Linked DNA regions of Pan troglodytes: region 2 is linked to region 1. The links are chromatin contacts, called in public Hi-C maps. All regions are on one chromosome and are shown on one strand. Each heading gives the region's core, a stretch centred on a gene start, on an enhancer-like site or on the middle of the called end of the contact. The rest is flanking DNA. Distances are from core to core; before and after follow the strand shown. Region 1 holds the start of ELFN1 (extracellular leucine rich repeat and fibronectin type III domain containing 1). Region 2 overlaps MAD1L1 (mitotic arrest deficient 1 like 1).

Evidence for each region. Hi-C and Micro-C count contacts between places; a contact is called where the count stands out from the background.
Region 2: a contact with region 1 is called in a Hi-C map of stem cell-derived neural progenitor cells, with 6 times the contacts expected there. The contact joins the enhancer-like site here to the promoter of ELFN1 in region 1. A contact is called at or near these places in 1 of 7 Hi-C or Micro-C datasets (stem cell-derived neural progenitor cells) and 1 of 1 datasets of contacts at active chromatin or transcription factors (stem cell-derived excitatory neurons).

Annotation. Positions count from the first base shown.
Region 1 is chr6:7,618,331-7,621,649 of NHGRI_mPanTro3-v2.0_pri, forward strand. ELFN1 (extracellular leucine rich repeat and fibronectin type III domain containing 1) reads left to right here and starts at 1,654. Exons shown (of 3, transcript XM_016957005.4): 1 at 1,654-1,882.
Region 2 is chr6:8,177,620-8,180,938 of NHGRI_mPanTro3-v2.0_pri, forward strand. The region is part of intron 10 of MAD1L1 (mitotic arrest deficient 1 like 1); the gene reads right to left. Among named protein-coding and RNA genes, the nearest start is that of MAD1L1, 24 kb to the right of the region's middle. Within about 2 kb of position 1,727, at least 4 of the 24 cell types and tissues checked have an H3K27ac peak or open chromatin away from gene starts, as enhancers often do. A contact at or near this core is called in stem cell-derived neural progenitor cells, where this site is marked.

The DNA of each region.
Region 1 (3,319 bases), core at 404-2,903:
CTCCGTCCTTGGCCTCCACCCTTCGTGTCCAGCAATCCCGGGAGCAGGCGGCGGCACTTCCTCCATGCCCCGGCCTCAATCACCGTCTCAGTCCCCCCAACCCCGTCCTGCAGGAACAAGTGTGGGAGGCTCGGGGTCGGAGGGCGGGCGGCCGTCCCGCGGGCTGGACGGAGTTTCTGGGCTGCGGAGAGGCCGTTGGACCCACGTCCGGACGGGAGCCCCGCGCGCCCATCCCCGGCCCGGCCATCCTCGGGGCGCGCTGTCTGCGGCCTCCCGCGCCACCCCCACCCCTGTCCCGGGACCTCCTCCGGGAAAGACACCCGGGGAGCAGCCCCCTCCCCTCCAGCAGTCCCCTCCCCTCCCCTCTCCCTGCCCTCTTGATGGTGTGGGGCTCCCCGGCCGGAGGGGCGCGGCGCTGGCAGCGGGGTCCAGAGTGTCGCGCCCAGCGCGTGCTGGGGGTCCCGGGCTCCGCAGCTCCGCACGCGGCCGGTTTGTGAAGCGGCGCGCGGGGGCTTAGCCGGGCGAGGGCGCTCTTGGGCCTGGTTTGGAATTTTTAGCCCACGCGAAAGCCGCAGGCTGGGGAAGGGGCGGGTGGGAGTGGGAGACGCCCTGGGAAGCCGTGAGACCGCTCGGCGAGGGCTCGGGACCACCAGGGAGCGACGGGGGACCCCTCGGCTCAGAGCCCGAGGGAGCGATTTCGGATCCGCTGGGATTCCGGAGGCGCATGAAGGGAGAGGGAAATCCGCTAAACCGAACCTTCCGGGAATCGGAAGGCGCCGGGCCGCTCCCACGCCTCCCCCTCCTCCCGGCCGAAAGGCGGGGGGCGACGCGCAACGGGGAGGGAAGGGAGGGAGGGGTCGGCGACCTTAGGGGAGGGCGAGTCCCTGGGGACGCGGGGCCGCCAGGGGCCCGACCACCCTCTCGCTCCACCTCCCCGCCCCCAAGTGCCCCGCTCTCCCCCCGCCCCGCAAACGCGCGTCCTGCGGGCTGTGCTTTGGCCCTCGCGGACGCGCGCGCTCACAGAGGGTCTGACTTGGGGTCAACTTCCACGAGGTTGCCGGGCGCCTGTGAGCACAGCCGTGTCCGCACCCAGGTGCCCACCTCCCAGCGCCACCAGGGTCCCGACCCCCCAGACCTTCGGACGCTTCTCTTCCAAACCAAAGCCTGGGAGCCTCTGGGTGGCCTGGGGCGGGGGCAGGGGGCGAGCAGGGCGGGCCAGGAGGAGCGGGCGAGGCCGCCACTCGGCTTCCCACGCCGCCCCCGCGGCTGGCTCCAACTTCCCCTACGGAGCCCCCCTCCGGCCACCCCCTAGCCCACCGACGTGCGGGCAGCGACCCCGCCCCCCGCCCCCCGCCCCTCCAGTCGCCCCCGCCGCGGCCCCCGCCCCCTCCCCATCCCTCCCCGCGCGCTCTCCCACATGAAACCTTCCATCACGCTCAGAAAGAATGTGCTACAACCTCGGCGCTGCCGCGGCCGCCACCACTGCGCCCGCGCCCGCGCCCGAGCCCGAGCCGGAGCCGGAGCCGCCGCTCCCCCGCCTGCCCGGCCAGCCCCGGGCTCCGAGCGCGCGGTCCCCGCCGCCGCCGCCGCCGCCGCCCCGCGCTCGCCCCGCGCTTGACGCAGTGAGCGCCGCAGCCTGGCTCCCGCCGGCTCCGCTGGGCTCCGGGTCGCAGGCCGAGTCCAGCCGGGCGGGCTCCGGGAGGGGCCGGCAGGGCGGGAGTGGGAGGAGGCCTGTCTGGAGCCAGCGAGCCCGGAGGAGGAAGAGGAGGAGGAAGGAGGGGAAGCCGCCGCCGCCGCCGCCGCCGCGCTCGGGGAACCGGGGTGCGCGCGCTCTGCTCGCCCGCGACAGTGCCTCCAGCCCGGGGCCCGCACCCCGGCCCAGGTAAGAAGGGGCCTGAGGGGCAGGGGGCTGTCCGGGGCCGGGGGACCCCTCTGTCGCCGCTGCGGGATCGGAGGGTCCCCGCCCCTAGAGGAGGCAGGGAAGAAGATGCTCTCTGGGGGGGGGGGCGGCGGGGGGCAGCGCAGGGTCCCCAGCGGCTCTCGCAGCCCGGGCCACCCCATCCCTGGTGCCCTGACCTCGGCGTCCGCGCCAGGGCCGAGTCTCCCCGCCCGCGGGGCTCTGGATGCGGCGCTCGGGGCCCGCGGCTCCCGGGCGTCCCCATCCACCCACCCAGATTCGGAGGCGGGCGCACCCGAAGTTAGCGGCCGCCGAGCCTGGGCCGGACAAACTTCCCTCCCCGACGCCGCGGCTGGAAGGGCCAGGACTCCGGACCCCTAGGGCTAGGGAGGCGCCGCGGGGACCCCGAAACTTTCCGGAGCGCGCTGAGAGCAAAAAGCCGGCTGGGCAGAAAGAGGGGGAGGGGGCTGGGCACGCCTTCGAGTGCGCTGGGGTAGCCGCGGCGCCCCAAGTTGAACCACAGACGAACCCCTCTTCATCTGAAACCTGGTCTCGGAGTCGGAGGTGGGGAGGGAGTGGGCTGTGGGTGCCTCGACTTCGCAAAGCCGGCGTGGGGGGGCGCAGCGCCCCGCCCCGCGCCGCTTGAACCTCCGGAGGGGGTGTTACGGGACCCCCGCCCCCACCCCAGCCGGTGGCTGGGCTCTGCCGGCCGCTGCGGAGCTCCCGGGAAGGACCTGCTCGCGGCTATTAATAGGCGTCGGTGACCCTAGCCTCTCCCGGTCCGGGAAGCTGGCGCGGCGGGGCTGGGCTGGGCTGGGCTGCCGAGTGGGGCGGGGCCCCGGGGCCCAGAGCGGACCCCCAGCTCTCCTGGTCCCTCTTCCGCCGCTCTTCCCTCCCTGCCGCCTGCTTTCCTCCCATTTTCCCTCTTCGATCTCGGGGTGTCGGCTCCCCCTCCGAACTTTTTCTCTTCCCAAACTGCACGGTGGCCACCCGGTCACGGCCCTGGGCCGTACCCGCGCAATCTCAGCACCATTCCCGACCGAGTCCTCCGCCGCGGGCTGAGCGCGAGTCCCCGGGGCCAGACTGCCCAGGGAGGAGCAGGGACTTCCTACAATCCGCGCCCTTCCTCCCAACCCACGGCGAGCGCAACACATTCGCCCGCCCCTGCGGCCCCATCTGAGGGCGGGGAGAGGTCGCTGGGGGCAGCTTCGGGGGTTGTGGAGGGCAAGGGGGACTCGCGAAGCTCCCTAAACAAGCGTTTAGGGATGCAGCTCGGGCGGCGTGTGCAGGGAGGAAGCAGCGTCCCGGCGTCCCCCCTTCAGCGTCGCCTTCGCGCGCCTCGAGGGCCCAGGAGGGTTCGGTCTCCCCCACCCCACCTGGACACTCAGGTCTGAGCCTGAATGGATTTGAGGATCTGGGGGA
Region 2 (3,319 bases), core at 477-2,976, 560 kb after region 1:
AGATGAGGCTGCAGGACATCCAGCTGGTGACCCCTGGAGAACTGCTTGGTGTGGGGGAAACCTTCCAGTATCTGGTGTCAGAGGCTGTGTGAGAGCAGAGGGGAAAAGAGTTCATTTTTCCTCTTACAATGTCTCCATTTTTCTACATCAGGTGATCTTTAATGTCTCAGTTGCGTCTTAAGCTTCTCAGTGTACAAATCTTACACAGATTTTCTTATATGCATTCCTAATATTTCATGAAGTTTGATGCCATCATCCATGGTATGTACCTCGAGTGGCTCACTGCTAGTATACAGAAACAGAACCCATTTTGGTACACTGTCCTTGTATCCCGTGACCCTGTAAACCTCACGGTTTAGTCCTACTGGCTTGTCATTTATTCCCTGGGAATTTCTATAGAGAATTATGTTGTCTCCAGGCACAGTTTTACTTCCTCCTTTCCAGTCTGTCCATCTTTTCTTTTTGCTTCCCTAATTATACTGGTGAAGATCTCCAGTACAGTGCAACCAGGGGTGAAGGGAACAGACACCCTGCCTGGTCTCCATGTCAGGAATGCAGTCCGTCCACCTTGTATTGTATCGGCTGGTTTTCTGCAGGTATCATTTACCTGGTTGAGGAAGTTCTCTTCTCTTCCTAGCTTGCTGAGAACTTTCAATCACAAACGAGTTTTGGATTGTTACAAATGGTTGTGCTGTTCGCCTACGGAGATGGCCTGCACCCCCTTTCATTCTACTGAAACAGGTGATTTTCCAAAGAGAAGCAAGCATCCTGCATGCCCAGATGGGCTCCAGCCTCACACCATCTTTCCCACTGGCCTCTCTGTATTACTCCTCCTCCCCCTCCTGTGCCCAAGGTCTTGCCAAGGATGACACGTACCTCAAAGGGTGTGTGCTGGCCTCCACTTTCCTCACCCGTAAGTCACTCCCCGAGACAGACCACGCTCCTGGGAGACCAAGCTGATCACATCGCTGCCTCCAGACACACACCTCGCACTTCTGCTAACTCCCTCAGCCCAACTTCCAGCACCCTAAGGATGAGGGTGTCCACACCACACTCCCGGCACTGGCATCCTGCCCTTCCCCACGTGTGTTCACGCAGGCTCATCCACACACACTGTGTCCCTCCTTGCCTGTGACTTCAAAGTCGTAGAAACTAACATGCCCCCAGCCTGCGTGAACCCGTGTGCTGCACATGTCACATGTGCCCAGGCCTGTGTGACACATAAGGACCTCGTCCCACAGGGTCTTCCCATGGTTTCACTGACCCACCCCAGCCAGCCTGCCCAGCCTCCTCTCCTAAGACATAAGAAGCCCTACATGGGGAAGAGGGTGACCAGGCCACTCTCTCCTGGGGCTCAGCCAGGGTTTATCCAAGCCCGGGGCGAGGCCGAAGAGCCCTCTGAGGACTGCAGGACGTCAGCGCCCTGTCCTTAGGGAAGGGCCCACACAAAGGACGTCTGACCTCAACGCCAGGAGCTCACAGCCCAGAGCCCACAGGCCTGAGGGCCCCAGGACACTGGTCAGAAACAAGGCAGGCATGGGACAGCCAGAAGCGCCCCCCTGAAGGCAGTCAGGCACAGTGGCCACAAGCCCCTCACATCCCCATCGACCAAAACCCCAGTGTCAGCAAGCAAGTCCCATGGTGGGAGAGCAGCGGTCCACTAGGCCAGAGAGACCCAAGGGAAGCTGCTGTGGGAAGGATCACCAAGGCGGGGGCACCACCTAGTGGCAGCAGCTCCTCCACATCCACGGGGCCTCGGGCCTCGGCAAGCCCCAAATCCCAGCAAAGCCTGGGCCCGAAGGCAAGCAGACGCCAGCCCACCCGGCACAGGCCCAGGGCACTCCCAGCCACAGAGCCCTCTGCTTTCAGGACATCTGATGTCACCTCAGGTCCCCATGGCTGAGAGGAGGGGATCCCCAAGCTCGCCCACAGAGGCACGCAAGTCTCCACACAAGAACAGCAAATGCACTCAGCCCTTCCATGCGGGCAGCCGTGGCCCCCCGTGGCCCCAGCTTCTCACCACATCTGTGTCCCTGTTGCCCACTTCATCACCACATTCAATGCTGCCAGACATGGGCTTCAGAAATTCCTAAGAACTACCCCAAACCTGGACCCTAAAAACAGAAAAGAAAGCCCAGTGCATCTCAGGTTTACCCAGAAATCCACTTTGGTTTTTGTTTTTGTTTTTTAGAGACAGGGACTCACTCAGTCACTGGAGTGCAGTGGTGCAATCACAGCTCCTCCTGGGCTCAGGTGATCCTCCCACCTTAGCCTCCTGAGTAGCTGGGACTACAGGTGCATACCACTGAGCACAGCTAATTTTTTTTTTGGTACAAACAGGGTCTCAACTATGTTCCCCAGGCTGATCTCAAACATCTAGGCTCGAGCAATCCTCCTGCTGCAGCCTCCCAAACCACTGGGATTACAGGTTTGAGCCACTGTGCGCAGCCAGAAATGCACACGTTTACCACACCCTCCCGGTGATCCTAGGAGCCATATTCGGGACCGCCAGCCCGCATTCCCGTGGACTCTCTAGGAGCCGTATTCGGGACCGCCAGCCCGCATTCCCGTGGACTCTCTAGGAGCCGTATTCGGGACCGCCAGCCTGCATTCCCGTGGACTGAGGCATGAGCACCACCCCACTGACGTCCAGCGTGAGTCACCCGAGATCACGACCTGATGCAGAACCACACTCAGACACCCGCCCTGTGGAGCACAACACAAGGAGCGGCGGGGAGCCCTGAAGGGGCCCAGGCATGGCAGGCAACCCAGCACGTGAGGAAACCTGCCCTCTACCAGGCCCACAGCCAAGGCCAACGCAGGAGACTAGGGGTCAACCCCCACAGCGAGGACGGCTCCATCCACCTTCCTGGCCATCAGCCTCCGGCTGCTCAGAGAGGATGCTCGCGCCAGCCCTCTCCAACTCACAGGGACCTCCACAAGTACACGATCACGTCGGATCTTCACACGCAGTTGGGGAGAAGAGCTCCGTGTCCCCCTTTCAATAAAGAGAACACTGGCCCAGAGCAGCGCAGTGACTTGACACAGGTCTTACTGTTGGTGGCGGGGGGCGGGGGGAGCCTTGAATCCAGCCTCCGAAGAACTATCTGTGTTCCTCATCAAAGCTGCAGGGCGCCACACATGCATGCCACTTGCTTCCCGCCCACCTTAAGCTGGTGGAGGGCACAGGCAGCCCACCTCCACCAGCCCTACAGACCAACCCCTCCTCTCCCTCATCCAGGGCCTGGCCACCAGGGAGGGCAGAGTGAACACAGAACACACAGGCAGGCAGAACCCCTGGGGCCAGCATGCCCTCATG